6 separate regions of the Mus musculus genome follow, and all the other regions are linked to region 1. The links are chromatin contacts, called in public HiCAR-type, HiChIP or PLAC-seq and promoter capture Hi-C maps. All regions are on one chromosome and are shown on one strand. Each heading gives the region's core, a stretch centred on a gene start, on an enhancer-like site or on the middle of the called end of the contact. The rest is flanking DNA. Distances are from core to core; before and after follow the strand shown.

Evidence for each region. Promoter capture Hi-C pulls out the DNA fragments that hold promoters and counts their contacts. HiCAR-type assays count read pairs that join an accessible place to other places. HiChIP or PLAC-seq counts read pairs in DNA pulled down with a chosen protein or histone mark. Capture Hi-C pulls out chosen DNA fragments and counts their contacts.
Region 2: a promoter capture Hi-C map of hippocampal neurons shows a contact between it and region 1, with 4 times the contacts expected there. The contact joins the promoter of Zfp93 here to the promoter of Numbl in region 1. A contact is called at or near these places in 3 of 39 promoter capture datasets (cranial neural crest, frontonasal cranial neural crest and hippocampal neurons).
Region 3: a contact with region 1 is called in a HiCAR-type map of astrocytes, with 6 times the contacts expected there. The contact joins the promoter of Zfp94 here to the promoter of Numbl in region 1. A contact is called at or near these places in 3 of 39 promoter capture datasets (cranial neural crest, hippocampal neurons and second pharyngeal arch cranial neural crest) and 1 of 115 datasets of contacts at active chromatin or transcription factors (astrocytes).
Region 4: a HiCAR-type map of astrocytes shows a contact between it and region 1, with 2.9 times the contacts expected there. The contact joins the promoter of Cadm4 here to the promoter of Numbl in region 1. A contact is called at or near these places in 1 of 39 promoter capture datasets (cranial neural crest) and 1 of 115 datasets of contacts at active chromatin or transcription factors (astrocytes).
Region 5: a contact with region 1 is called in an H3K27ac HiChIP or PLAC-seq map of embryonic stem cells, with 4 times the contacts expected there. The contact joins the promoter of Zfp428 here to the promoter of Numbl in region 1. A contact is called at or near these places in 1 of 39 promoter capture datasets (cranial neural crest) and 1 of 115 datasets of contacts at active chromatin or transcription factors (embryonic stem cells).
Region 6: a contact with region 1 is called in a promoter capture Hi-C map of adipose tissue, with 3 times the contacts expected there. The contact joins the promoter of Zfp790 here to the promoter of Numbl in region 1. A contact is called at or near these places in 2 of 9 other capture datasets (adipose tissue and liver).

The regions. Positions count from the first base shown.
Region 1 is chr7:27,256,211-27,261,079 of GRCm38.p6, forward strand. Numbl (numb-like) reads left to right here and starts at 2,551. Exons shown (of 10, transcript NM_010950.2): 1 at 2,551-2,751. The coding sequence starts at 2,728. It overlaps Coq8b (coenzyme Q8B), which reads left to right. Exons shown (of 15, transcript NM_133770.2): 14 at 402-488; 15 at 1,013-1,739. The coding sequence ends at 1,315.
Region 2 is chr7:24,268,003-24,272,871 of GRCm38.p6, forward strand. Zfp93 (zinc finger protein 93) reads left to right here and starts at 2,416. Exons shown (of 4, transcript NM_009567.4): 1 at 2,416-2,679; 2 at 3,611-3,668. The coding sequence starts at 3,654.
Region 3 is chr7:24,314,442-24,319,310 of GRCm38.p6, forward strand. It overlaps Zfp94 (zinc finger protein 94), which reads right to left and starts at 2,225. Exons shown (of 6, transcript NM_001199321.1): 1 at 2,078-2,225. It also overlaps the pseudogene Gm44513.
Region 4 is chr7:24,480,104-24,484,972 of GRCm38.p6, forward strand. It overlaps Cadm4 (cell adhesion molecule 4), which reads left to right and starts at 1,920. Exons shown (of 9, transcript NM_153112.3): 1 at 1,920-2,059. The coding sequence starts at 1,996.
Region 5 is chr7:24,504,921-24,509,789 of GRCm38.p6, forward strand. It overlaps Zfp428 (zinc finger protein 428), which reads left to right and starts at 2,167. Exons shown (of 3, transcript NM_146183.2): 1 at 2,167-2,516.
Region 6 is chr7:29,813,410-29,818,278 of GRCm38.p6, forward strand. It overlaps Zfp790 (zinc finger protein 790), which reads left to right and starts at 2,663. Exons shown (of 5, transcript NM_146185.2): 1 at 2,663-2,880.

The sequences.
Region 1 (4,869 bases), core at 1,301-3,800:
CAGGTAGAGAAAAAGGTGACCCAGGTTGGGCAAAGTATCTCCTCCCCACTTCTCTCCCTCCCCCCTCTCCTTAACAGTGTTCCTTGGTAGTCCAGGCTGGCTTTGAACTCATAATAGTGACCCTGCCTCCTGAGTACTAGGTAGGTAGATATAAGTACTGCTCTACCCTTCTGGCTAGTATTTCCTATTATCTAGGCCCTCCCTTGTAGCCTGGTGTGATGGTACAGACCCCTAAGCCTTTAAATCCGGGCTAGTGGGGGCAGGAAGATCAGGAGTTCCTGGTTATCAGCTACACAGTGAGTCCGAGATAGTGTAGGCTGTATCAGACTCTGCCCCAAAGCAAAAACCAGAACCCCAAGCCTCCCTTGACCCACGGTGGGCTTTGCCCTCTGACATTCCAGGTGGTGAAGGCTGCAGCAGATGGAGACAGAGATCGAGTTCTACAGAAATCCCAGGACCTCAAGTTCCTTACAGGCTTTGAAACCAAGGTTGGTTGCCCCTGAGCAGAAGGGAGCTGGTTTGTTTGTGGCTGTGTTTTCTTTTGGGAACAGATGAGCCGCATAGCTCTAGTAAACAACTGGAGAAAGGGTGGGGATCTGGGGGGAGGTAGAGACTTCTATCCCAGGGCAGTGAGATTACTAAATGCACTAGCTTATACTGAGGAGCCCCGGGGTGAAATGGAGGGTGCTGCCACTAAGTGGGGGAGGCACTATTTATCTATTCTAGAGATCCTGGGTTTGAGGAATAGAGGGGTTACTTGCCTGAAGAAAGCAGGGGCTCCTGGAGACAGGGGGTGCTGTGGGTAGGGGGTGACTACTTACAACTCCCAGGGGATCTTGGGCCAGTAATGCCAACCTTCCAGCACTGAGCCACGCCCCCTAGGCCCTCACTGGTGAATTCTAGGCAAGCTCTACCAGTGAGTGAGTCACGCGGCAGCCCTTGCAGCTTGCCTCTTCAGAAGTAATCAGAGGACATTATGTCCGTCTGGATGCATCTGCCATCCCCACCCTAGGCATTCTCTGACGCCCACGTCGAGGCAGTGATGATCCTGGGGGAGCCCTTTGCTGCCTCAGGCCCCTACGACTTTGGGGCTGGAGAGACTGCTCGCCGAATACAGGGCCTCATCCCGGTATTGCTTCGGCACCGGCTGCGCCCACCGCCTGAGGAGACCTATGCTCTACACCGCAAGCTAGCTGGGGCTTTCTTAGCCTGTGCCCGTCTCCACGCCCACATCGCCTGCCGGGACCTCTTCCAAGATACCTACCACCGCTACTGGGCCAGTCGCCAGACACTGCCGCTGCCAGCAGCCTCCTGACTAGGGACCTCCCTGCCGACCCCACCATGACAGATTCCATCCAGGGATACCAGCTCCACAGCAGGCAGTCCCCTCCTCCTCTTTCTTGGTCTCCAGAACCTAGTTTCTTGCCTTGGATCTTTGGGCCCCTGGAGTTAGCTCCCTGATCCTAAGTGAGCAACCTTGAATTCTGAGGCTAGGAGCCAGCAGAATCCTGCCACCATCTAAGTGAGCCTTGGGTCCACTCTCATGTGAAGGAGACGCCCCTCGGCCCCAGGTCTTCCAGGATCTGCAGGGGAGATGGTGGCTGTTGGGGGCGGTCCTCACCTTTGCCTCCCTTGCTCCTCTACCAGCTGCCTTCTTCCCGGGTTCCAGCCTGTGTATTGGAGGGTGGGGGTGGGTGCTGATCCTTTCCTCCGAATAAAGGCACCCTTTCCCTGCCCCCAGTTCTTTTCTCTCTGTGCTAAGGGGGAGGAGCTCACAGGCAGCTCCAGGTGCAGATGGCCAGACCCCCCACCCCACCCCCTTGTCTAGGGCCATCTGTTGCAGGGAACCTCCTCCGCCCCCCCCCCCACGTGCTGACCACCTGCTCCAAGGGCTGTGGCAGCTGAGAAGTACCCTTCTATCACATACTCGCCCCCCCCCCCACCCCCCAGCTTCAGGCTCCCTCCTGTTCCTGACAACCTCGCCTTTGCTAATGGGCCCTAATGCCCCTAACAGCTGCTCTGCCAAACCTACAGGACAGGGGTAGGGGTGCAGCTGAGTCCAGAACTAGGACCTGGTCTAACCCAATGCCCACTTCTCGCAAGCCAGAGTGATCTCCCTCCAGGACTCCAGGGTCTGTTTCTTTTCCTTCCCCTCCTCTCCCCTCCCCTCGCCTGCAAAAAGTGCCTCGTCACCGCTTCTGCCCGCCCCCGCCGGGCTGGGAGAACCGTGGGGTTAAGCAAGATTTGAGGACGAGGCGCCTCCCAAAGCAATTCTTCAGAAGCAGAACCATAGGGGATCTGAGGTCAGGGGTTATGGAAGCAAATAGAACCTGCGCCTCAACCTGAGAGGCACTCCTCTAGGGATGCGTGCAGGTTCCCGCAAGGCCAGACCAAGGGGCGGGGCGGGCCGGCCTTTGCTTGGGAGGAGACCCGGTAGTGTTTATGTGGGGGCGTGGTCTGCGGGAGGGCGGGGTTATCTTTTGCATATACAGCAGGCGGCGGGCCAATGGGCGGGGTCGGGGCGGGGCGCCGAGGGAGGGATGCTCCCCCGCCCCCGGAACGGAATCCTCCCGGGAGCCGAGCTGGCTCGCGCGCTTGCATCCCGCACCAGCCGCCGGCCCCGGGCCGGGCCCGCGTCAGACCGAGCCGCCGCCACCACAGCAGCAGCAGCACTCGGGAAGCCGGGCCCAACCGGGGCCGCGGGAGGCGGGGGCGCCCGGGCCCTGGATGTCCCGCAGCGCGGCGGCCAGCGTGAGAAGGGCGGGCTCGGGGGGCTCGGGCCGGGGGCGGCGCCGCTGCTGATGTGGCGAAGGGTGGGAGGCGGCAGCAGCGCCCGGATGGAGAGAAGATGCCAAGGCTGGAAAGGGTGGTCCTGGGTGGGGGTCCGGGAACAGGTTCCTGGCAATCCCAAACCTGCCAGACTGGGGTCTGGTCCAGCACAGGCCATCTCTGCGAAGGCCCTGAAAATAGGGATCCTGGAATACAGATTCCCCCCAAATCATGGACAGGGCTACATAAATTCTAGGTAAAACTCCCTGGGCAAGGTTTGGCGTTCAGGGTCCGGATACGGTCCCCTTTATCAAGCTGAGGCCTTAACTGAGCCGATTCCAGACAAAATCAGTACTCTTCCCTGCTAGAGGGTTTCTTTGAGCACAACAGCCCCCTGGGCGATGTCTTGAAGATGAAGTCCCTGGATAGAGCTGCCAAGGCTAAGGCTCTGGGGGATGGGGGGGCGGTTTCCAAGTACTGTCTACTCCCTGGGGTCCTGGATCCAGCCTGTCCCCCCAAGCCCTTGGGCGGTGTCCCAGGCAAATCCCCTTCTCAGAACAAGGTCTCTGTGTCTGAAACTCCACCCCAGCGTGAATAAAATAAGGAGAATTTCAGGCATTCCCCTACCCCACCTCCACCCCATGCTTAGTCAGGGGTCTCAAGACATTGGTCTCCTAGGCCACCCCTTTTGTCCCTAGGGCTGCTCAGCGTCTAAGAGAGGCCCCACCCGGAGACAATGCTCAGCTTTCCCTTGCCCCCCAGGCTCCAGGATTCAGCCTGGGCTGGGGGCGGCTCCCCAGAGACGGGTGGAAACCTGTCTGTAGCCTCTGTGGTGACCAGCGGCTTTGTGTGGTTGTGTGTGTGTGTGTGTGTGTGTGTGTGTGTGTAAGGGTTGGGGATGTGGCTAGAAGTGTGATCTGGTGTTTGTGTGACTGTAGCTGTGTGTGTGCTTGCATTACAGCTGGCAAGGATGAGGTATCCTGCGTTGTCTGCCTGCATGCTTGTGGTTGGATGTGGTGATGTCTGGTGTGTGTGTGTGTGTGTGTGTGTGTGTGACCGTGGATGTGATGGCAGCCGTTCACTGTTCAGACTCCTGTACTTTTTAGACTGTGTTTAAATAGATATGCATATGTCTTTTTGTGAGACCCTGTGTGTATGTACCTTGGTATGTGTCAACATCTGTGTTGGGTTTGAGGTTGGACTTCTGTGTGGCTGACTGAAGATGTGGGTGGAGCTGTAACTGTGTGTAAGTAGAATTGTGACTCTGACCATGTGTGACACAATGTTGTGCTTATGTCTGATTTTTGTACTGTGTTCATTGCGACTCTGGGTGTGCGACTGCCATTGTATTTGAAGTCACATCGTGCCTGTGGGGCTGGACCTCTGGGAAGGCAGTGTATATGACGGTGGTTGTGTGTTCCTTGCCATGTCTGTGTATGTGACTGGGGTTGCATAAGTGACTGTCCACCTAGCCGTGTGACACCGAGTGTGCACTACAGCCTCCTGTGTGTGATTTGAGTTGCGAATCTGACTTCTCTGAAACTCTAGTCTATTACAAAAGATTAATTGTGTGGGACTCAAGCTGTGGATGTTGCCTGTGTGCCAGGGGTGTGTATGGGATTGGCTTCTATTTCCTCTGTGTGTATGTGTGACCCACTTACCTGTTACCCTGGGTGACTCCATGCTGGTGTCCTAGACTGTGAAAGTGTGTGTGCATATGTGCCTATGTGATCTGGTGATGTCATGACTGTGCACATGGCCATGTCTGGGACCATATTTTCCTCTATAAGCAGTATAATGCTGTAAATGCTGCGTGTGGGCCATTCCGTTTATGCGTATACCCAACTGTGTACTTCTGGTGTGGGGAACTGAACGGTGTGTGTTAAGTGTCTATGGGTGAGGTTTTGAGTATTAGTGAGGCTGTGACTTTGTATATCTGTCCACGTGCCATGCTAGTGACTGATTACATGTGGCCACATTCTTGTCTATGTGACGTGAATCCTCATGGAGACTGTTTATCTGTGATAGGGTGACGTGGTAGTGCTGTGTGTGGGACACCAACGTGACAGATGGCCGGGCACCGTGGGCACTGATGCTGAG
Region 2 (4,869 bases), core at 1,166-3,665, 3.0 Mb before region 1:
TGGAATGTGCTCTGTAGACCAGGCTAGCCTTGAACTCAGAAATCTACCTGTCTCTTCCTCCCGGGTGCAGGATTAAAGGCTTGTGGCACCAATGCTCAGCTGGGAGATTCTTTACAAATGTCAGAAATCACAGACGAGTGGAAAATTGCCCTATCATTGTTGCGGGAAATATAAAATGAACGCCAAGCTTCCGCACTTCTCCCAGCTACTCTCAGCCCCAGCAGTCCCACCAGCCAGTTCTTAACTCCTGGAGACTCTCTGAGTCAGAGCTCCAAAATCTCTCCACCCAGCTTGCTAAGTTCCCACTGGCGGGTTGCTACTATACCAACCCTATGCTTCAAAACCCACACGGCCTTTGTGGTGCACATCTGGCAAACCCACGCTTTGCCTTCGTACCTTTCTCTTTTGAACCCAGACGAGCTGCCACAAGAAGGAAAATGCAACACAAACTTAGTTCAGAAAAAAAAAATTGTAACTCAATCACTGGGCACAGCAGCTAAAATCTTGTACGCCATATTAAATCTAAATCCTCCGGTTGCGAATCCTGACGGATCCGCCATTGAAACCAGGAGACACTAGTAATTACATCTTGTCCTCACACTATCCCTGTCGAAAAAGACCAAACTCTCCTGCTTCCTCTCTTCCTCCGTGCATCCTGGAAGTCGCCCCTACTTGCTCAGTGATTGACTCCTTTATTCATTAGGGGATTGATTCACAAGAAGCCTGAGTGTATGACTCACTCCTTGTCCGCAACCCCTCCCAGGAGAGCAGAATTAGCATCAAAATACAAACAGCACCAGCGCCATCTACAACAGGACACTGGCAGGGAAATCTCAGCATCCATCCAAGTCTACAGAGAAAGGCTGCAGGAAAGGATTTAACCAACGTTGGTGACTGGCAGAACCGTCGTTGACCTACGCGTCCCTTTCTCACAGGAAGCCCCTCTGTATCTGAGGTGCAGAGCTGCATGTGCTCAGGACTCAGCCATTTCCGGTGCAAGTGGAGAGGGGCCCTGTAAGTAAGACTCATTTGAAAATGCTCACCCGTCTCCAACCTGCATTCATATTGATTTGTGTTCCTCAGTATTCCTGAAAGGGGCCTTCAGTCAGCATCTTATATTTATTAGCCTAGTACAGTGAACTGAAATGTGTGCAATTGGAATTATGGGCCCTGACATTCTGTGGGGACAGAGCTTTTGCTGTTGTTTGTTTGTTTATACTGTAACCAATATTTTGAACGTCTTTACTAAACTTGACTTGTGAATGACTTGCTTCTCCTCCTTCCCCTCTAGGTCTAGGTCGGGCTGTCCTTCATGACCCAGGTCCATCTGTGGTTCAGACCTATGCTGCTCCCACGGACTCCCCCAGGCTGTATCTCAGATAAAGAGTTCTTTCTGACAGCTCCAGGGCTCTGAAGGTCAAGGATCAAGCCCCCACTGGAGGATGCTGGGCAGGTTGTGGTTTGAGTGAGAACGCCCCCCACAGGCTCATGTTAAAATGCTTAGTCACCAGGGAGTAGAACTCATTGAAAGGATTTGAAAGACAGGAGGTATGGCCTTGATGGTGAAAGTATATCACTGGGCATGGCTAGAGATTTTAAGAGCACATGTGTCTCTTTGTCTCTCCAGTATGGATGAGGATTTAACTCTCCCTCCCATGCCCGCTGCTGCCATGCTCTTGCCATGATAATGCACTAAACCCCTAAAAGTGTACGCAAGCCTCTAATTAAATGTTTCCTTTTATAAGCGTTGCCTTGGTCATGATGTCCCTTCACAGCAACAGAAGAGTGGCCCAGATAGCCCATGTTCTACCACCAGGTCACTCCCACAGCCCCTCACTAGGGGATTCTGGGCAGTGCTCTACAACTGAGCCGGTCCCCCACCCCTCATAGGGGGTTTCTATGCAGAAACTCTGACTCTGCTGCCTAATTAGGCAACTGCAGCTGTGCAGTTTCCCTGTTAGCTTTTATAATGTAATACAGTATGGGATCTCAATTTTAAAAAAAAATGTATCCACAGCAAGATCTGCTGGCCCTCTCCTTTAATCACAGCACTTGGGAGGCAGAGGCAGACAGATCTGTCAGTTCGAGGCCAGCCTGGACTACTGGGGGAGTTCCAGGACAGCCAGGGCTACACAGAGAAACCCTGCCTCGGAAAAACAAAACAACAACAAAAACAAAGAAGTATCCACAGTTGACTTTCATGGAATTTCAGAAATGAATAAACCGAAAAGCAACACAGAAGAGCGACCTACCAAAAGGAATCCCCTTAGTTAAAAAGGTTCACCGAAGCTTTGCCATTCCGGGGAATATAGTCCCCAGAGAGTGCAGCCACTGAGGAATTCTGGGAATTGTAGTTCCAACGCCAGTAGTGGTCAAGGTCGTTTCCGCTCCCGGGAGGGGAGGATGTTTGTGAGTGCTTCCTGTGAGGTGAAAACCTGGGCCATCGCTCTGCATTTCCTTTGCGCCTGTGCTCCTGATGTATCCCCTCAGTGACCGCATCTGCGGCCCAGGAACAAGCCCGGCATCCAGGTCCTCTCTCGCTGGGCTCTGCCTGAGGCGGGGCTGCCCTACACTGACACACCTCAGCCCCTTGCAGAGCCCCAGGAGAGGCTAGCTTCCCAGGGGAGCCTGGCAGGGGAGCTATGATGAGAGATGGCCCATGTCCTGAATCCTTAAGTGGTATGCAACTTTACTTTTTATGTGATTCCACCCCTATTTATTTATTTATTTATTTATTTAAATAAACAATATTTTTATTTTGTTAAAGTTATTAAATAAATGTATTTAATAATTAGAAGAAAGAGAGAGAGAGAGAGAGAGAAAGAAAGAAAGAAAGAAAGAAAGAAAGAAAGAAAGAAAGAAAGAAAGAAAGAAAGAAAAGAAGTCAAAAGACAACTTGTGGGAGTCAACTTAATGGTACCCAGAGACTCAAACTCAGCAGGTTAGACTCAGTGGCAGTTTCCTTTACCCGCTGAGCCATCTTGTAGGCTCAAACTCCCCATTCCTTGGAGAGGGTTTAGCGTTTTTTGTTATTGTTTTGTTTTGTTTTTTAATTGGTCATTATTTTCATGCCTGTGGGAAAAGAGACTTTGGACTTTGTGGCGGCTCTTGTAAATGAACAATGTTTACTAGTAATTAAGTCTTTTAGAGGGAGATACAAAAGAGGACTCTATCATTTCCATGTATGGAAACAATAATATGTAAGATAGCTGTCACAATTGATAGATCTTTCTGAGAGTGGTAGTCAGTCATGACACAGCACGCATCATAGAGTTCAGAGCTTAGTGAAGATTTGTTTTTCTGGAAAACCCATCACTACAGGCAGCCTTGTGAAGGTAAGAGTGCCCAGCACCCCCCACCCCACCCCCCACATGCACACACACAAGCTGCCAGAAATAGAAAATGTGGCCTTTTCTAACCCGCTGCGGTGAGCGAGGTGAGGCATGGGTGGCCCCTTAACTTTAACCCAGAGTCTTACACTACCAATTAGTGGGAAGTAGGCAGAAAAGCCTGGTCAGCGCGCACAGCCCTTGGGGCTGATGGAGAAGCTGAGGAAGCCATGTGGACCAACTGTCCTAGCAGTGTTCTCACGAAGCCCCTCTTCCCCCAGCTTGCTTCCCAGAGCCCTGCCTTGTCTCAAAGAGAAGAGAACAATGACCAAGTTACAGGTAAGTCGGGTTGCTTCCCCCATCCCCACAGTGCTAGGGATTGGAAACAGGACCCCTGCATGCTGGGCAAGTGCTCTGCAGCCACCGTAGCCTATTTGACAAGGTCCAGGCCACGGAAGGACCCTGTTCCCAAAACAAACAAAAACCCTAGACAGCACCTGAGGAAGGACACCAGAGGTTGGGCTGTAGCCTGTACATGCATGTGTACCCTTGTGTACATATGTACACTCACATGCATGCACACATGTGTACACACATGCACACAGAAAACTGGTCACTCTCATTTCCTGCATTGGACTTCCTGAGCATTCATATCCTGAACAACCAGGGAGCGTCTGGCTTCCGCACAGCTTCTGTGGTTGACCCAACTCAGATGATGGAGGAATGAAGAAAGGACAGACACACAGACACATGTACAGACAAGCTGGGATCGAATGAGCTGTGTGCTCTGATGGAGACTCCCCAGCAGCCCTGAAACTCAGCGCATTTATTAGACACCGCTGAGCACCCAGGAGCCATGATTCAGGAAACTGCAGCATGAATACAAATGCACGGGTATTTTACATGGAGTTCAGCCAAGCTCCCCAGCTACACAGTACCCTCAGCTCCAGGGACTACACGCTTGTTTTGTTAACAACAGTGGTGATTTTCACACGTAATTTGTAGTCACCAGGTATCCCTGATTCTCTGTATTCTGTCCTAAAATGTACACTTTTGAAAAATCTTCAGTATTTTTTAAAAAATCTTCAGTACTTTGGAAAATGATTAAAAATGGCAGTTTGTCTGAAACTTTCACTTACTTAATTAGATTTTTGTTTTAAATTTACTGTTTGTAAATGGACAGTACATTATAGTCAATATATGTTATATAAACTACATATATATAATATATATTTACATGGCTGAACACCATGTCATATATATAATATACACACATATATATATTTGTGTGTGTGTGTGTGTGTGTGTGTGTGTGTGTGTGTGTGTGTGTGTGTAATGCAACCTTTATGGAACACTGTGTGGCCATGAGTGTCAACATGCAGACAATGATGATAGTGTTGTTGGACATATATTGGCTGCTTAATGCATATGTGCATATCATACAGTGTTCTGGGTCCTTTCTGTGGTCTCATTTTATCCCTTCAGGGGCATTGGGAGAGGAAGGAATGTCAGTTGAGCAAATGCTTTTATAAGATCCAGC
Region 3 (4,869 bases), core at 975-3,474, 2.9 Mb before region 1:
AGGCCATTCCTGACAAAGCAGTTGAACTGTCCCCTCCTGCCCACCAAGCTGGAGACAATCTTCTCCTTCCTAAAAGGTGTCCAGGGCTAACCATTATTGGTGGGGACAGAAAGAAGGTCCGGAGGGACCTCCTGCTGCCCCCAGTGAGAGGCTGGACAGCTGGAAAGATATTAGTACTCACAAGAAGAGATTATGATCTCCTGAAAAGAATGGTCCAAAGCTTTCGTGTCTGCTCTAACAGAGAAGACCCAAAAGCTAATGAGAGGGCCAAGTGTGGAGGCCCAGGCCTTTAACCCAGAATTCAGGAGGCAGAGGCTGGAGGATCTCTGTGGGTTTGAAGCCAGCCTGATTAACAGCAAATTTTAGGACAGCCAGGGTTACACGGAAAAACTATCTCAGGGGGAAATAAAAACAAAAGGTAAAGAGCCCACGTGATAATAGATCTCCAGGGAGAGGTACTTGTCACCAAGTGATGGCCTGAGTTCAGTCTCTAGGACTGACTCTTCCTGAGAGGTCTCCTCCATCCTGCACATGCTCAGTGTTGCATGTGAGTATGCACGCGTGTACACACACACAAATTGTCATTGTGAAAACAAATTATTAAAGAAAAGCAGGAGAACCTGAATTTGAATCCCAGCACTCATGTACAAAGCATTCAGAAGCATATATGTATCAACACATGCATGTAATGGTACACATATATGACCCATACAAAAAGTCTTAGAAAGAAAAAGCGAGAATAAAACAGACTTGTATTTTAAAAGGCTACGCCTTAACAGGAGGAAATACACTTGGCTTGATGCACCTAGATATGCTTGGTCAACAGACCACCACTTCCTCCTTCCTCCCCTGAATCTGTAATGGGGGTAGGGTTAGAGGTAAGGGGCTACACTTGATCAAACCATCTTTTTTTTCCTTTTTTGTTTTTTGGGTTTTTTTGGCTTTTTGTTTTGTTTTGTTTTTCAAGACAGGGTTTCTCTGTGCAGCCCTGGCTGTCCTGGAACTCACTCTGTAGACCAGGCTGGCCTCGAACTCAGAAATCCATCTGCCTCTGCCTCCCAAGTGCTGGGATTACAGGTGTGTGCCACCACTGCCCGGCTGATCAAACCATCTTGGGAGCATGCTGAGCAGGGAGCTGTGTTGTTTGGACCATCAGCTTTCAGGCTATGACTAGTTTTGAATTTTATGCGGCAACAGTCTTGATCTGAGTTACTCTATCTTGGATAAAAGTGCCAAGAAGAAATCCATGTCTTGTTTACACAGTCATAGCCAGGCGACTCAATTGTGCTATTAAAAGATATCGACTAGCCTTTAGTCCCAGCACTCAGGTAGATCTCTGTGAGTTCAAAGCCAGCCTGGTAACATAAAACATAAGCGCACCAACCATATCACGTTACTTCTTCACCAAGGGACCGGTATGTGGCAGGCACACTGCTCAGTAGCCTGGTCACATGCCAGGAGCCAAGTCCAGTTCCAATGATCCATCCTGTGATAATAAACTCACGAGTGTGTATAACTGTGTGCCAGGTGACTCGTGGTCTGAAATTTATCATTAGCTATGTTAAGCTTGGAATAAAAGAACCTGTGATTAATGGCCAACCACCAGGAGAAATCGAGATTCCTTGGCAAATTGCAGCCAACGAAACTGACACAGCTTATGACTTTCTTGTCGTTCAGCAAAATCTGACATCGTGGAAAGCCATAGACGTGTCCGTTTATCCTTCTACATGACAGGCTCTCGACAAATCTCCACCCATCCCGATTCTCTGCAGTGTAGGTGTGAGTCCTAGAACCTTCAGGGCAGGGTGACACTAGCTACATCAATGCCTCAAACAACACTATCAACATGGCCCTCGCACCCCAATTCCAGACAGCAGTGAAGGAAGGTGTGAGGGCTCACACCTGTCATCGCAACACACCGGATGCTGAGGCAGGAGGCTGACTGAGCCACGCGCTGAGACCCTATCAGTGCGATGATATCTGTGGGATGGAGGGAGGCTCATTGGGCGCCCTGCGCTTCCCTTTCGCCAGCCTGGAGCCGACTCCCCTACGGCCGCCCGCCGCCAACCCTGCAAACCTCCAGATCCAGGCATCAGTCGAGGAAGGTGTGGGAGAGAGGAGACTCAAGGGAGGACAAGGGGAGCGGATGCTAACAGAAACCACCTGGGAAACACTTCCCAGAATGCTTCGCATCAGCCCGCACAACAGAAGCACGCGCAATGCTCCGAGAATTTGAACTACGCTTCCCAGAATGCTCGGCGTCCGCCGGCCTTCACAGACGCACGCGCAATGCGCAGAGACCCTGGACGACACTTCCCAGAAATCTCCGCGTCAGCTCTCCCGGGTGCCTGCGTGTTTGTGGAACAGTTGAACTACATTTCCGGTAGTGAATGCGGAGAGGCGGATCTTACACTCGTTTCTCCTAGTATATAGCCTCTCTGGAGTGTGTGTGTGTGCGCCACGCAGGTACTTCCCTAGCCCTCTGCGGAACTTTTTATTTAATCTGCGAGACACTGGTGCGCACTGTACAATCCATACTGAATTTACGATGGTCCTCCTGCCTCAGTCTTGCACACTCTCAAATGCTGGGCTAACGTGTGTGCCATGACACCATGCTGCCTCTGAACTTGACACGTCCCACGTGGAAAATTTTTCACCCTGGAAAATTAAGAGTCCTTACCTCATAGGCGGTAATTTGGCCCTACCGTTGTCCTTATATACCTGAGTATATAATATATACTTCTGTGTTTCTCAAAGAAACCAAAATTCTCTCTACACATCACAGCCACACAATCCACTTAACCTCCTGCTAGGCTGCTTCTTCAATGTAACCACAGGTACATTGATAATTCATACTCTCCTCCCTGCCCCTCCAGTTTTCTCCCCACTTCCTTCTATCTTCCACATCAATCTAGATCAATCCACAGGAGAAACAAGTTTTGGTTTGCTTGGTTTTTTTTGTTTGTTTGTTTGTTTGTTTTGTTTTGTTTTGTTTATTTTTCAGAGATTTATTTCTTTTTTTATTTATGTGAGTACAAATAAAGTACAATTAAAAAAAAAGCTAGCTTCAGACACACACTAGAAGAGGGCATCCGATCCCATTACAGATGGTTGTGAGCCACCATGTGGTTGCTGGGAATTGAACTCAGGACCTCTGGCAGTCAGTGCTCTTAACTGCTGAACCATCTCTCAGCCCTGTCTGTCTGTCTGTCTGTCTGTCTGTCTGTTTGTTTGTTTGTTTGTTTGTTTGTTTTTAATTATCCCAAAGGACCACTAGCAAAAGTTTTTTTCATCCAAACAAAATCTCGGCGTATGTGTGTGGCACAGCGGAGATGCTGTAACAGGTATACATAGTAGCAAGGAAAAAGACTAGTTTTTACATGATATGATTGTTGTGACAATTTTGGAGTTTTGGTTTCTTTGAAAAACAGAAATACTATAGGAATGTTTTGATTTTAGCCCCAGGTGAGGAATATGAGGCTGCTTCAGACGGTCCACAGCAGCTGGGATTTGCCTCCTGCTCTAGCAGAGGCGTGATTTTGCCAGCTGCAGGTGGTTTCTGTGCGTGTGTGATGTTTAGAATTCGGGGGACTTTTCAGAGAGGGGTGGGTGTAGGTTGGCTTTTGGTGGCTGTTCAGTGGGGTTGTTGGCAGTTTGTTAGCTGTTGGTCTTTGACTGCTGTTGGTCAAAGTTTGTTAAGTGGTCCTGTGCAAAGAAGAAACAGCAAGACGAATGGCAGAGATCAAAGTTGCCCCCAAGAAATGTGATGCCCTTAATCAGCAGGAAGTAGTCTATCAATAACATCACCCCCTTTCTGACCCCCCCCACCTTATTTAGGGATCACTTTCCTCTCCTTTTTCCTCTCTTATCTAGTGTTACAGGGTTGCAAGGGTGGAGAAGGCTGGAAGAAAGAACCCACAGAGTAGTAGCAAAAGACAGCCGGGGTGCCCCCACAGGCTCATCAGGGAAACTCAGAGTTTTCTGGCAGGACCAGTTCCTGGCTTTAAAGCAGAACCCAATAAGAGCAGCACCTGTTATTTTCATGTGGCCACTTCAGGGGAGCCCCAGGATTGCAATTTTGAGGGAGTGACTTTTAGGCATAACTATCCCTTCCAGACACGTACCCAACAGCAGCACCTAAAGCGCCAATCTTCATCCTCCTAGTTGGAGTCGGGGAGACTATGTTTGGATATTTTGAAAGATAAGCGGGCCCTGGCACTACAGATGTGCAGTTCTGCAGTCAATCCAGGCTTTCTTAAGGACTACTAATCCAGGTGATCCCTTAGCAAATGACATAGCCGAGCCTTGGAAGGAGCCACAAAGCCCAAGCCATAGAAACAGCGAGAGCAAGGACTAGGTTATATGCTATGAATAATATTTAACTTGATCAGACCATCAAGTGTACATCACTTTTGTTCTGCAAAACTTCTTCCTTTTGTTGTTTACATTGACACAGTCTTAGAAACATTACAGATTAAAAGCCCAGGAGCCTTCATCTTTGGTGATTACATGCACTTTAGCAAATCTGTCTTGTCCTGGTGCACTGCTGCAAAGCATGAGCAGAGAGGCTGGAAGTAGCATCCGGGTTCCTGTGAGATGCTGAGAGCAGTGACTCTGCTTGGACTCGTTTCCCCATCGTAGTTTAAGTGCAAGGCACTGAGAAGAAAGGAAGTAGGTTCGCTGCCAGGGCTATGCATGTTTTTACTTTATTTGAGGCGGGGAGGTAATTTTATCTGTTCTGTTGGCTCCTTCCTCCTTTCCCCCCTCCCTCCTCTTAGGAGATCTAATCGCAGTGATTAAACACAGCTAACCAGCTTGTTTAGACTATGTTCTGTAGGCAAGTCTAACTTTAGACACTGTAGATGGACA
Region 4 (4,869 bases), core at 670-3,169, 2.8 Mb before region 1:
AAAGATACACACACACACACACACACACACACACACACACACACACGAACATTAATCCCTTTGTAAGCCACTAAAAGGATGGACACTTAATCCAACTACGATGCTTAGATGCTCAGAGGTGGGGCCTCTGGGGCTGCATCAGTGAAGTCATCCGGGTGGATCCCTCATGATTGAACACTGGCAGCTGGGTGAGCAGAGACCAGGAGACACACGTGTGCTTTCTGTCTCCCGCCACGTGACACCCTGAGGACTCTCAACAAAAAGGCCCTCGGCAGATGCAGTTCCCGAGAGCTTGCCAAAGTAAAGCTTCCTTCAGAACTCATCCAATCTCTGTCACCAAGTTACTGGCAACAAAAAACCGGTTAATAGACCCTGAACAAGTATTCCCGAAACAGTCTCTCACCTCGCTCGCATCACAGAGATGAGCGGCTTTGTACTCCGTCCCCTAATCTACGTGGTGAGCCGAGAATTGGGAAGAAATGCAGCTGCTCACAGCTGTGGGTGGATATGGAGCTACGGTAGAGAACAGAGAGGCTGCTGGGAGCCTTGGTCCTTGAAACAAGATGCTAGGAGTTTTGGTCCTGACATAAGAGTTGATGAATTTGGGACTAAAGACAGAGAGGATGCTGGGAGCTAGGCACTGGACAGGAAGTGTGTCATGTGATGATGACCCTTGGTTGACCTGGATATACAACAGTTTAGAAGTGATGGAGAGAAAATAAAAAGCCGAGCTTTTCAGAATGGGCATATGTTGACCCAGTTTACCTGCTGTCCCTGAGTCCTGTGAGAGGCAGAGGCCACCAGCACCTCACTTTCTTCCTCTTCTTGGTCCTATGAGTCATAAGCCTGCTCCAGGCCTTCAGGTGGCCACAGGGGTGGGTTCAGGGGAACCCACACCCAAGAAGAAAAAAGAGAGCAAAGTTTGGAGGGATGAGTCAGCCCCCCAGGATGAGGAACAGAACCTGAAAGGCAGAGTCACACAGACAGACTTGACTGGACAGTGTGGGAAAGAGTACAGCGTCTGGATGCCATACCTGGAAGATTGCCCCAGGCAGGGGCTTCGCTCTCCCCAGGGCCTAGGGTTAAGACTTCCTTCCAGTCTGGTTAGCTTTCTGGAGGCCCCTCCCAGGGAAAGAAGACTGAAACTTGGCGAGTCATGGTCAGGACTAGAGGGAGGGAGCGGACACTATTCTATGCCCTGCCCAAAGAAGTCCATACCTGCTCAGCCACCCGCTGCTGCCCAGCCTCTCAGTCTTTCCCTGCCCACATTCACTGTGGCATCATCACACTCCTCTCCCCCAAAGCTCACACTCACAGCACACGCCAGCACCCCGCACCTTCGCGCGCTTCCGAGCATCGCCCTCTCGCGCATCTCCCAAGCATCTCCCACGCACCCCCTATGGGTTTCCCAAGCAGCTTCTGCACAACCCCCGTGCATCTTCCCCGCATCTCCCGTGTGTCTTCTATACATTCCCCCGTGCATCTCCCGCGCCTCTCCCACGCATCTCTCGTGCATCTTCCGCGCACACTCCGGTGCATCTCCTGCGCATCTTCCCCGTGTCTCCCGTGCAGCGTCCTCTAGGGAGCTCCGCTAGTCCAGGCTACGCCTGCGCGCACACGCACGCACACCTTTGCACCTTCACACGACCCTCACGACCTTCCGCTCTCCCAAGTCCTCCCCCACTGGCTCCCACGACGCCGTCACGCTCACGCCCTGCCCTCGCGCCCGGGTCCGCATGCTGTCCTGCTCTCCCACCCCCGTGCGCGCCCTTCCGCGCTCCCGTCCTCCCTCTCCCCGCATTGTCTGGGCCCCTCTGTCCCCGTCCGGTCCCCGCCCCTTAGCTGACGCCACGCCCACCAAGGCGCGCAGTGGGCGGAGCAGAGGGCGGGACTGGACTCGGGGGCGGGGTCGACGGCGCGGGAGGTGCAGGTGCCGGGCCGGGAGCGAGCGGCGGCGGCGGTGGCGGCGGCGGTGGCGGCGGCGGCGGCGGCACCATGGGCCGGGCCCGGCGCTTCCAGTGGCCGCTGCTGCTGCTGTGGGCGGCCGCGGCGGGGCCAGGTAGGGTGACGGAGGTGGGGGCCGGGTCGGTGGGCTGGATCGGGGTGACGAGGGAGGTGTGCGTATTGCGGTCGGGTTGGGGAGGGGGTCTCGTCGCTGTGACAGCTGGGTCGCCTGGGGGCCTGCAGAGGCCGGAACAATGCGCTGCGTGGGGGGGGGGGGCTGCGGGAGACCCTCGTCCCCGGGACAAAGCGCAGCGCGGGCCAGGAGCCCAGAGCCGCGGGCAGGGGAGGGGGGACGCGGGCCCCGGCCGCCGTGCCGCAGCCCCCCCACCCCGCACAGGCCCCGATCCCGCGGGGACAAAGGGCCCGAGACCCTCCCTCCCCCTATGTCCCCAAGCCCTCCTTCTCCAGGCCGGTCCCACTGTCCTTCGGTCCTAGTCTTTAGATCTCTCTCTCTCTCTCTCTCTCTCTCTCTCTCTCTCATTTTCCCCCAGCCCTTGTCCTCTGTCCCTCAGTCTTCAAGTCCTGTCCTTCCTTCCCTCTGTCCTCCTTTCTCCTTGTTTCCCCCTTCCCGTTTCTCCACGCCGCCTTTGTCCCCCACCTCTGTCCCTTTTTCCTGGGTCACTCTGCCTGCCCCCCATCCTCTATTCACTCTGCCGCCTCCTGTGCTGCTGTCGTCCCTCTATGTCCCCATTCACCATCTCTCTCCCCGTCTCCTTGACATCCTGTATCTCTTCCCTTCTCTGTCCCCTATCATTCTCCCATTTCTCTAGCAGCCTCTGTTGCCTAGCTGCCTCCTTTCTCCTCTCTACCCCACTGTCTCCCTCTCCCCCAAATCTGCTTCCTCTCTCCATGCATCCTCCATCCTCCTTTTCCCATCTCTGTATCCCTCCTCGCTCCTGGAGAAGAGTGGTGTCAGGCAGGGCAGTGACAGTATAGATGTGTGAAGTGGCATATAGGGAACATTGGCATGTGAGCACACACGTGGATTCCACAAATGTCTCCCCCAAACCCTCCCACCCGTTCACACATCCAAGCCACACTTCACAGAAGAGCCCCCTCCAGGACATCCACATGTCTTTCTCACTCACTATGGGAATCTGGAGGACCCCCCAGCCCCCACCCAAGACACGGTGACCCTGAGGCTGGGGACAAGGTCAGGAAATGTCACCTGAATGCTCACACTTAGAACCCTGTGTTTCTTATATCCACCATGGGACACTCCCCTGCGGTGGGTCAAGTTACTTTGCCCAGGAATCCATCATGGGGAGGCTGCTGGTGAGCAAAGGCAGGGCTGAGGTCTCCTATAGGGAGTTGAGAATTGGGACCAGGTGGCCCAGCCCTCTTTCCTGGCTCCAGTTCTATCCAGTGAGAGTGTTGAACCGGATCCATGTCTGACAATGTGAGGGAGCTTCTAAGTTGAGTGCTGCCACACCTGCCACCCCAAGCAAGGGTTGCCGCTGAGGACAAGGCTGGGGGCAAAGCCGACCTTAGAAGTTCTGCCTTTCTTCTGCAGACTTCTGTAGTTGCTTCCTAACTTTCATCAGACCCTCCTTTGCGACGAGCATGCCCCAATTTCCCAGGTGTGAGCTTGGGACTCTGGGTACATTTCCATCTGTTTTTTTCTTTCTTTCTTCTTATGCATTAAAACCAGGCTCTTGGGATCCTGCGATCAGTGAGTCCAGTAAACATAGAGCCCGAGGCTACTTCAAACGTTGACACCCCGATGATGTTAGATACGGGAAGTCTTTAGAACCTTAACACCTTTACATTTCTAGAGTTTTGTTGGACATGGCGGCCTGTAATCCCAGCTGCTCTGCTCTGGAGGCTGAGGCAGGAGGGAGGCTCGTGAGACTTGCCTGCCAGGATTACTACAGAATGAGTTCAAGGCTAGCCTGGGCAATTTAGTGATTTTTCTGTTTCAAAATAAAGGCATTAAAGAAAGAGAAGGGGGTGCTAGGGAAGTAGCTTGTTAGTCACAGGTGTCTAGAACCCACCAATGAGGGGCTGGGGGTGGGGCTCGGTAAGTACTTGCCTAGAATTAGCAGCCAGAGAGGGACTGCAAATATATAGCTCAGTGGCAAAGCACTTATCTAGCATACCAACATATGAGGGACCCTAGGCTCATTTCCCAGTACAGAGAGAGAGAGAGAGAGGTAGAGCGAGAGAGGGAGAGAGAGAGAGACAGACAGAGAGAGAGAACTAGATTCTCAATGATGAGACCATTCTAGTGAAATTTGACATCTGTGAAATTATGAAATCTTGACTCATTAGGGTTGTGCAGCCCCCGGACCCCTTACACCTTGGAACTTGTATGTAGCCTCAGCTGACTACCTACCCAGCTCAGGAGTCAACTCTCAGGCACTTCTGGGAGGTGGCTCTAAGCGTTGTCCCTGGTCTAGATTTTAAAGTGATTGCTTCCTGGTACCTTAATCCTTTCTGTAAACGACCTCTAAATTACATGTTGTGGGACTTTATAAATAGGAGGCAAGCTTGGCGTCTTGGGGAGAGCTCCAGGTGGCTGGGTCCTAGCTTCTGGGGCAGTCTGGGGCAGTCCTCTCTGCCATGGTTTAATGTCAGTCTCTGGCCTTCTCTGGGCCTCAGTTTCTCTTTCTGGTGAGCATGGACCTCAGGGGTTCTATTTGTGAAGCTTCTTATTGATATCCAGTTTCTCTTCTGTGTTTTGAGACAAGGTCTATGTACAAAAGGCTGGCTTTAAACTAGGTAGCCCCCAACTGGTCTCAACATTATAGTGGTCTTCCTGGCTCAGACTCTTGAGTATTGAGATTATATGTTTTTGCCCCCGTGCCTACCTTTTTAAAAGCTCTTTATGAAGGGCTCTGACCACCCGTTTTAGGGGGTTTCAGT
Region 5 (4,869 bases), core at 917-3,416, 2.8 Mb before region 1:
ACACAAAAGAGGCTTTTTTTTTTGTTTTGTTTTGTTTTGTTTTTTTCAGTTTAACAGGAATCTGAAATTTGATCCTGTTCTAGGCTTTAAGGGCTCAAGGTGAAAAGGTCACTGTACTCTGACCTTTGTGAAACTTTGATGAAGGAAACAGACGCATCTAGGCAGCAATGGGAACAGTTTCAGAGCCGGACGTGGTGGGATACACCTGGAAGCCCAGCACTCAGCGAGCAGAAGCTCAGGGCAGCCTGCTCTACAGAGCAAGTTCCAGGCCACTCCTAGCTACTTAGCAAGACTGCAAGACTGTGTGCCCCTACCCCCCAAGCAGAAAAGCTTAAAGCTTGCTTTAAATTGTAAAGAGGGCTCTTAATATTTATATGCTTAAAATCTTAAAATTCCAGCCTTCAAGGAGCTGAGGCAGGAGAGTGAGTTTGAGGACAGCCTGGGCTACACATTAGGCTCCTGTTTCAGAAAGAAAGGAAGGTGGGTCAATCAGTCTCCTGTGGTGGTGGCTTACACTTTTAATTCCCAGCACAAGAGGCAAGTGGATATCTGCAGCCAGCCTGGTCTACATAGTAAACTCCAGGCCAGGGTTAAGTAGTGAGACCCTGCCTGAATAAAATAAACACACACACACATACACACTCACGCACGCACACGCGTGCGGCGGTGGGGGGTTGGGTGGGTACTGTTTTATTTTGTTATGGAAATTTTCATGCAGAGTGAGGAGACTTAAAGAACTCCAAAGCCCCAGGCACCCTCCACCCCATTTCCACCCAGAGCGCTGCATTTATTGAGACCAGTGCTGTGTCAATTTCCCTAAATCACTCAATCTGCAGGAGCTGTATCATCAAGGAAGGCCCTTCGGATTGGCATCAATACCAGGAGAGAGTGAGCTCGGAGCAGCAGGGACAAAGGGTTTTCCCGATGAATCGAAAGGCAAGATCAAAGCCTGAGACAGCAAAGGGATTACTGTGTTTGAAGTGCTGGGGATATGGACCAGATAAAACGGTGGGTGGGTCCAGAAGAGGCGTCAGGGACACAAGTTTGACTGGGAGACCAGGTGTGGGAGGTGCATACCTGCCACCCCAGCCTTTGGGAAGCTGAGGCAGGAGAACTGCAGGGAGTTGACGAAAACCACCCGGAGCTAGAGTGAGTTCCAGAATACACAAGGAGACTCTCAGAAACAAAGCAAAACACAACTATTCCTTTTCTGTGGTGTAATGGGACTCTAGAGTTTTAAATTGCTAGTGATAAAAGCATTCGGGAAGGAGAGGGCTGTAGGGATGGCTACAAATAGTCAGCATGAAGTTATGGCCCTTTAAAATTACCCACAGGAGCTGGGCTGGCTGCCATATGCCTGTAATCTCAACATTCAAGAGGTAGCGTTCAAGGTCATTTTCTTCGACCCAGGTGTTGGAGGCTAGCCTGAGCTACATGAGACTCTGCCTCAAAAAAGAAAAAAAAAAGAAAGAAAAGAAAGAAAAACAAAAAAAGAAATAAAAAAGCAAACACCTATAGCAGACTTTCTAATTGTGCTCCACGGAAAAGCTGCCTTGACTCCCTCTAAGAATGCAAGCACTACTTTGCCTCTGGAAATTTGCATCAGCTATTCCCTCTGCTTTTTGGCATTCTACTTGGCTCCAGTTCAGACCTGGCTTAAAAATCAGCCCTTGGAAGCCCTTGCAGAACCTCGAGCTGGGGCAGGCGTTTCTGGCATCCACGGCCTCCTGCCGTCTACCTCTCTCTCTTCCAGGTCTTGACAGTTCTAAGTATTTGTCTAATCAAATGTGGTTCGTTTTCCTTAGACTGGGGGTTCAGATCTCTCGCAACGCAGAAACCACGTGCTGTCCAGGAATTTATCCTAGGTGACAGGGACGTGAACGGGGTCCCAGACCTTCGGTAGTTTCGGGACAAGGTTGCCAGCCCACCACGATTAAGTCTGCAGTCCCCTACACGCATGCGCTTTATTTTTCCAGGTGCCCCCCCCCTCCCCATCCATATGCTAATCACTGCGCTCTGAAGAACAGCCTCTCCCGGGAATATGCAAATCACATCCTCCAGTGCGGGAGGCCTTCCTTTGTCCCGCGCTAGGATTATGCAAATGAGCGAGCCTCCAGCCCGGGGGATCCGGGCCGAGTATTTAGGCCCCCACTCTCCCCCCTCATTCCAAGGCATCCACTATTTATAAGGCGCGTTCGCTCTACCGCGCACGCACGCACGCGCGATTCTTAAAGCTTCTTCACCCTTCGGGCCGCAGACTGTACCAAGTCTAGCGGGGCCGTGAGCGGCAGAGCCCGCCACCCCCGCCGGCGTGAGCTCTACAGCCTTCGCCATCCTCTGAGCCCCTCTTCCCATCGACCTCCGGGAATGGTCCATCTGACCGCGCACGCGCCCCTCGCTCGCCCCTCGCTCGTTCGCCCGTTCGCTCGCCCGCTCGCCTAGCCTCCCGAAACGCAGGCGCAGTGCCCGGGCGTGCAGCCGCCACCGCCGAGCCTGATCCGGGGCCGCCGGCGTCGGTGAGTGTCCGAGCTTGGGGGGGGCCGCGGGGCATGCTGGGAAGCGGGCGATACAGCCCCGCTGCATGACGGGAGCCCGCGGCCGCTTGGCCGAGTGACCGGCCCGGGAGTCCCTTGCTTTCCCCAGCACGCGGCTCGGGACCCAGCACAGCTTCGCCTCGAGGCATTGTGGGAGCCCGTGGGCCAGGCGTTCTGGGCCTGGGGCATTCTGGGAAGGGCCTGGGCTCCTGGAGGGGACTTTTTTTTTTTTTTTTTTTTTTTTTTTCGTCGCACACGCCTTCTGTGAGAAGCCCCGGGGCAAGGAGCGTTTGGGTGCCTGGTGGTCGTTAAAGGCCCGAGGCATCGTGGGACGCTGTCACGGGGCATTGTGGGAGCTGATCTTTATTGTTTGGTACCGGGGTTTGTCCGAGTCCCAGTCCTACCTAGCGTTGTGCGGAAAGGTATCTATTGTGTTCACTCACGCACTGTGAGGCGTATGTGTGGGTGGGGTCCTGGCCACTCTGCTTTTGAGGGAACTGAGGCATACGGTTTCATGTAGCTGGGTTTTGGACCCACAATATCGCGGAGTACAACCTAGAATTTATAATTTACCAAGTGCTGAGTTCGCAGAGGTGCATCACCACGCCCAGCTGGCTTCCACCTGTCCTAATGCTTCCACTTGATATCCGGAACGTTCTGGAAGAAGCTTTATATAATGTGGGTTTGGAGAGGGATGGCTGTCCCCAAGTAAACCCCCAAGAAAAGTCCTAACAATCCTTGCTGTGATGGTCAAGTAGAATAATAGTTAAAGCCCAGTGTGGTGTCACGCGCCTATAATTCCTGCTGGGGCAGGAGGATTCGCTATTCTAGACCTGTTTTTTTTTTTTTTTTTTTTTTCCTTTTGGGGAGGGCATCAGATCTCAAAAAAAGAAGGGGGAGTGGGTTTATGGAATGGCTAATCCTAGGTATTGTTGCATGGAACACATATATTAAATATTTAAAATAGAAACAACCAGTTGTCCTCAGTTTTTCTTTGCTGAATGGTGCGAGTTTTTCCAAAAATAATGTATTACTACAGAATTAGAGGGGCCCAACATCTGATGATTAATCATGAGAGCTCTTCCTTGCCAGTCACTATTTCTCGGTCCTTCAAAGGCCTGATCCAGTATCTAGGTGTCTTTAGTAAATTCCCTATCCAATGATGCCACCTCCTCCTCTTGCTCCAGCCGCATTCCTCCAACAGCAAATTTGACATTTGGGCTTTGAACAGTGTGCTTTCTACCATTGTTTGTGCCCCCAGGCCCTAAATTCAGGCTTTGCCATATTATTAGTGTCCATATCTATTGTCCCCAGAACCTGGGAAGCTGAAGTTGGAGGATTGCAAGTTCAAGGCCAGCCTGGACTGTATAGTAAGAGTCTAAAGGAGAGTGGAAACCGTATTGTTTTTAGTCCTACACTGCCTGGTCTTGCAAGGTCCTGTCACAATGCAGTAGGAGGAAGAAACGTGTGCATTGAGAGAAACAGGAATTATGGGAGCCAAGGAGCAATGTGGATGGTTATAGGTGAGCTTTGCAAGGGTGAAAATAAACACTCTGGATCCACAAAGAGGAAGGAGAAAATTCCAGATGGGAAATGGAGGAGAATGAACTAGGACTGCCCTTCTCTGGCTATAAAAGGCCTTTATGTGGCCCTGCCCCCAACCCCACCAGAAGCCTGGAGAGTTGAGCAAAGGAGTAGAGTCTATGAGATCTCTTCCTTCCTTCCTTCCTTCCTTCCTTCCTTCCTTCCTTCCTTTCTTTTTGTTTTGTTTGTTTGTTTGTTTGTTTTGTTTGTTTGTTTGTTTTTTAAGACAGGGTTTCTCTGTGTAGCCCTGGCTGTCTTGGAACTCACTCTGTAGACCAGGCTGGCCTCAAACTCAGAAATCCACCTGCCTCTGCCCCCAAAGTGCTGGGATTAAAGGCGTGCACCACCACACCACTGCCCGACTCTTTCTTTTTTAAGACAGTGTGTCATTTAGTTCATACGAGCCTCAAATTCTATGTAGCCAGCTCTGACCTTAAACTGCAGATTTACCAGCCTGAGAGCTAAGACTGTGGGTGTAGACTGCCTACTTCTATTCAGAGCATGGCTTTGGATCTTTGTTGAACCACAGTCTGGTGAGGTGGCCAGTGTGAACTTGGACTTTGGACAGTGTGCAGGTCTTCTTCCTTCCTCTTCTGCTTCGAGGGAGCTGTTTCTGTGTGCCAACCAAAGCCTGGACTTGAGAAGGATACAGACAAGAAAAGTTGGGTCCTGTTTGAAGCACTAGGCAGAAAATGACAGATTTGAGTTCAAACCTCAAAAGTCAGCGAGGCTGACTTTTACAAAATTAGGT
Region 6 (4,869 bases), core at 1,413-3,912, 2.6 Mb after region 1:
AGTGGATTAACTTCTCAAGGATTTATTATGCATCCAGGTATAAATAGATGGGAATAGCAAGGAAGAAATAAAAATCATGGCATATGAGAAAAAGGAGATGCAAATTGACTCAGGGGATAGAATTGCTCAACTGTTTTTCTTACATTAAGGGCAAGGCTGCTTGCTCCAGTAGAAAGGACAGGAGTTTTGGGGAGTACTGGAAAATGTGTGTTCTGGCAAACAATGATCAATGATCAGCAACCCAAATTAATGGTACAAATGAATGGTGGTGCCATAGAAGGTTTGGTGGATACAGAAGCTGATGTTAGTATACTGTGACAGTTTGTATATGCTTAGCCTAGTGAGTGACACTATTAGAAGGTGTGGCCCTGTTGGAGTAGGTGTGGTCTTGTTAGAATAGGTGTGTCACTGTGGGTGTGGGCTTCAATACCCTCATCCTAGCTGCCTGGAAGCCACTATTCTGCTAGCAGCCTTCAGATGAAGATGTAGAACTCTCAGTTCCTCCTGCACCATGCCTGCCTGGATACTGCCATGTTCCCACCTTGATCATAATGGACTGAACCTCTGAACCTGTAAGCCAGCCTCAATTAAAAGTTGTCCTTATAAGAGTTGCCTTGGTCATAGGGTTTGTTCATAGCAATAAAATGTTAACTAAGACATATACTTTCCCAAAAGTTTTGGAATCCAGATTGGCCACTTCAGAAGGTTTACACACAATTTATAGGAATCGGTAAGTTATCACGAATAAGACAAAGTGTCCAATGGATTACCTGTGTGAGACCAGAAGGGCAAACAGGTAAGTTGAGACCTTATGTGGCTGATCTACTCATAAACTTATGGGGAAGGGATCTTTTACAACAGTGGGGTACTAAAATAAATATTTCTGCAGTTCTAGGGACAGCATATGAGGAAGCCAGGTGTGATATGGGAGATGTTCCTGGGGAAGGTATTAATACAGGTGATCAAAAAAGTCAAAAGCTGTGCCCATGATCCAAAACAGGACATCATAGCAACTGAATTTCCAAACTTATAAAAGTGGACACTGCTGATGCACCAACAACCTTGCCTCTAAAATGGTTATTAAACAGACTAGTATGGCAGATGGCCCACAACAATAACAACAACAACAACAAATTGCAGGCGCTTGGACAACTGGTATAAGAGCAGCTGGAGGCTCAACATGTAGAAGAGTCTACCAGCCCATGGAATTGTCCTTTGTGTTGTGAAAGAAAAGAAATCAGGTAAATGGAGGATGATAAAGGACTTAAGAGCAGTTAATACGGTACAATGAAGCAAAGATCAGCAAAGACTTGAAACCAGCAAAGCAATGCAAAGCTAGCTATACACTAGTCACTGTGGGTTGACTCCTATTTATACTCTCTCCAAATATCACATGGGTCTGCATCACCTGACATTTCCTTAAACTTCCACTTCAGGGTACACTACAGGAATGCAGTCACAGGATGGGCCAGAATTTTCAACAGGAGGAAAACAAGCCACATCTTGACAAAAGTAAAGGGATGTCAGGAAATCATAAGCTACAGGACAGAACTCGGGAATTAAAAAAAAAAAAAAGTGTGACACACACTAGGCTCTTGTAGATGCATATTCAACCATTTCAGAGATCATTTTGGCCCAACAGCCATAGCACCTATCAAGAAATCAGAGAAGCCTAGGGGCTTCCTATGCAATGGAAACACCAGACAAAAGTAGGGTGACTGTAGATAAGGACAGAGTCTACCCCCAGGATGTGACACAAGTCCCCTTGGCTGGAGTCACAAAGGTACAAAGTTGCCTCACCTATAGTGACTCTCCAATTAATCCCACACCACGGGGACACAAAAGCTATGGGTGCCTCAAACGAAAATACAATCCACCCCACACGGAAGCCTTAACAGGGAGAGCCAATCACAGTCACTGTTGCCCCCACCCTCACCTTACCTCTACCGAAATTAGAAAAGGTCCACTGGGAAGCAGTCACACCTCAGTCGGTCACCTCACACGCTCCCAAAGTTAGGCAAATGCTCACAAACACAAAAGCCCAGGGACCTCACACTCGAGGGACCTCACACTGGTAAAAAAAAAAAAAAAGCATGGCACAAAACGGTCACACAGACTCCAGCCACACACACAATGGATGCGATCATACTCACCAATCAAGGAATCCTCTCTGCCTCCATATCCCCTAGACTACCACCCAGACACATGATAACAATTCTACACAGCTCCGGATCTCCCGGAGTCAGCTTCATTGCACTGCACAGGATGGTGCATCCAAACCCTTGGCACCAAAGGCGTCTCATTATCCCTAAAGTTCTCCCCAAACCTGTCAGGAGTACCCTGCCCACTCCTTAAAAAAGGCTCCCAGGAGAGGGAAATACAACGCCTGGAAATGTCAGGGGCTGAAAGCTGTGGCCTGAACAACAGATACAAAGTGTTCGGCTATTCGTCGGAATCGTGAGGAAATCCCAGCGGTGAAAGACTTCATAGACCTAGATCAGGCTCCTCGACCCAGCACTATCTCAGCACTGCGAGTTTCCAGGGAACCGAGGTATTCTGGGAAATGTAGTTCAAGGCCGTGCTGGTGACCGGAGGCGCATGGCTCGAGTAGGCTGAGTCATCCAATCCCCAGGCGGAAATCTGTCTAAGGAGGCTGTTCCGAATTCGACTTCCTGCTGGAAGTTGGGGCCACAGACCGGAATGTAGGACCCCAGCGCTAAGACCAACCCAGCATTGGCAGTCTGACCAAGAGGAAGCCTCGTCCTGTAGGTGCAAGAGTACGCAATGACAGCCCTGAGCGTGTGTGAGAGAAAGCATAGGGAGGTTAGATTGCATGCGCGGCTGGATCTGGGAGGAGTTGGACGGCAGAGAAACTGCGAGGTAAGGAAAATGAGCGTGAGCAAGAGTTGGGCTCGAGCTGTGGCGCTTTGTGAGTGGAGCGAGCTGTTGTGGGGAGGAGACATTGTATGCGGATCGAATGGTTCTTGGGGATTGGGTCTCGACTGGATGGATCCCTGTACAGGAGTGGCTGAGATTATAGAGATAGCGGAAGCTTCCTAAATCTCATTTTCTTTTCAAATTACGATTAGTAAGTGCGGTCTTCTGGAGTGTCTGTGGGAGGGAAAATGTATAGCTGATAATAACTAATTAGCATTGTTATTTTTCTGTAAGTTAATTGTGCGGCGTAGGCAATCTACAGGCAATATAGCCGACTTTTTATTTTTAACACAGTGTTTTGTCAGTCGGGGTGGTTTTTTTTTGGGGGGGGGCGTTATTAACGCTCAGGGTACCCCAAGCAGACATCGTCCCTTCTCTAGAGAGTTCCTGAGGAGACACAGGTAAGGTTTGATTTTGAGGCTGGCTTGCAATTCTCTTTATAACCAAGGTTGACCTGAACTCCAGATCCTCTTGTCAAGTGGTTTCTGTTGGTTTGTTGTTTAGACAGGATCTTGCTGTTTAGCCCTGGTCACCCTTCAGAGGCCGTCCTCCTGACTTTCAAGGTCTGGGATAACAGGTGTGAACTACCATGCCCTGCTCCAGAAGGTGATAAACGGAAGTTTATTACAGAGAGCAGCATCACCATGATTAAAACAAGCTGCACACAGTACTTAAGAGCCAGTGGGACACAGCCATAGAGGTGTGTGTCCATATCAGCCAGAGTCAGTGGACACAGCCACAGCGGTGTGTGTTCATATCAGCCAGAGTCAGTGGACACAGCCGCAGCGGTGTGTGTCCATATCAGCCAGAGTCAGTGGACACAGCCGCAGCGGTGTGTGTCCATATCAGCCAGAGTCAGTGGACACAGCCACAGCGGTTTGTGTCCAGATCAGCCAGAGTCAGTGGACACAGCCGCAGCGGTGTGTGTCTATATCAGCCAGAGTCAGTGGACACGGCCACAGCGGTGTGTGTCCATAGCATCCAGAGTCAGTGGACACAGCCGCAACGGTGTGTGTCCAGATCAGCCAGATTTAGAAGGTAAATGTCATCTCATTTCTTTATCTGAATTAAATAGAAACCTCAGTACCATAAGCCTGCCCCATTCCCTTTCTGTTTTTGAGACAGGGCCTCTCTATGTAGCCCTGACTAGCCTAGGACTTACTATTTAAATACATACTCATAGTGAACTCAAAGATTCATCTGCCAATGCTGATATTTCAGTTGTGGGCCACCATGCCTGGCATGCATGTATATATGTACACATATATGTATACATATATATGTATCTATATGTGTGTATATACACACACACACACACACACATATGGTAGCATCATTAAAGACCAAGCACAGTTGTCAAGTGGTAGTTTTTGTTTTTGAGATAGGCTGTAGCTTACGCTGGTCTCAAACAGGATACATGTCAGTTCAGAGTCTAGGGCTGAACCCGGACCCTCCCAGCTCCACTCTCCAAGTGCTAGCTAGGGCTGTGGGGGAGCCCCATCACACCCTTCCAGTGAGTTGGTATTTGATTTAAAATTCAAGTCTTGCATCATCCACTCTCAGGTAGGGAGATGATAACTTCACTGAACTGGATGCAGCCTAGTTGAGCAAGAGACTGCTGGACAGAACCATGAAGGAGTTCTAAGCTCAGTAGCCGAATGAGAACCATGCCTGGCACAGATGCCCATTGAGGGGCTGACACCATTGAAGTGCCTTCAAGACTTCCTCATAAGCCTGGCTCTTAAGTTTTAGTTGATATGAACCATCTTCCTCTACTGGAACTTAAGCAAGCAAACAGTCGGACGGAATGGCATCAGTATACCAGAGAACAAGAACAACCGCGAGCAGGCACTTACAGCACAGCTGTAAGGATAACTGAAAGGCATGGAGAGATGGCTGCTCTTGGAGAGGAGCTGGCTTTGAACCCCACTA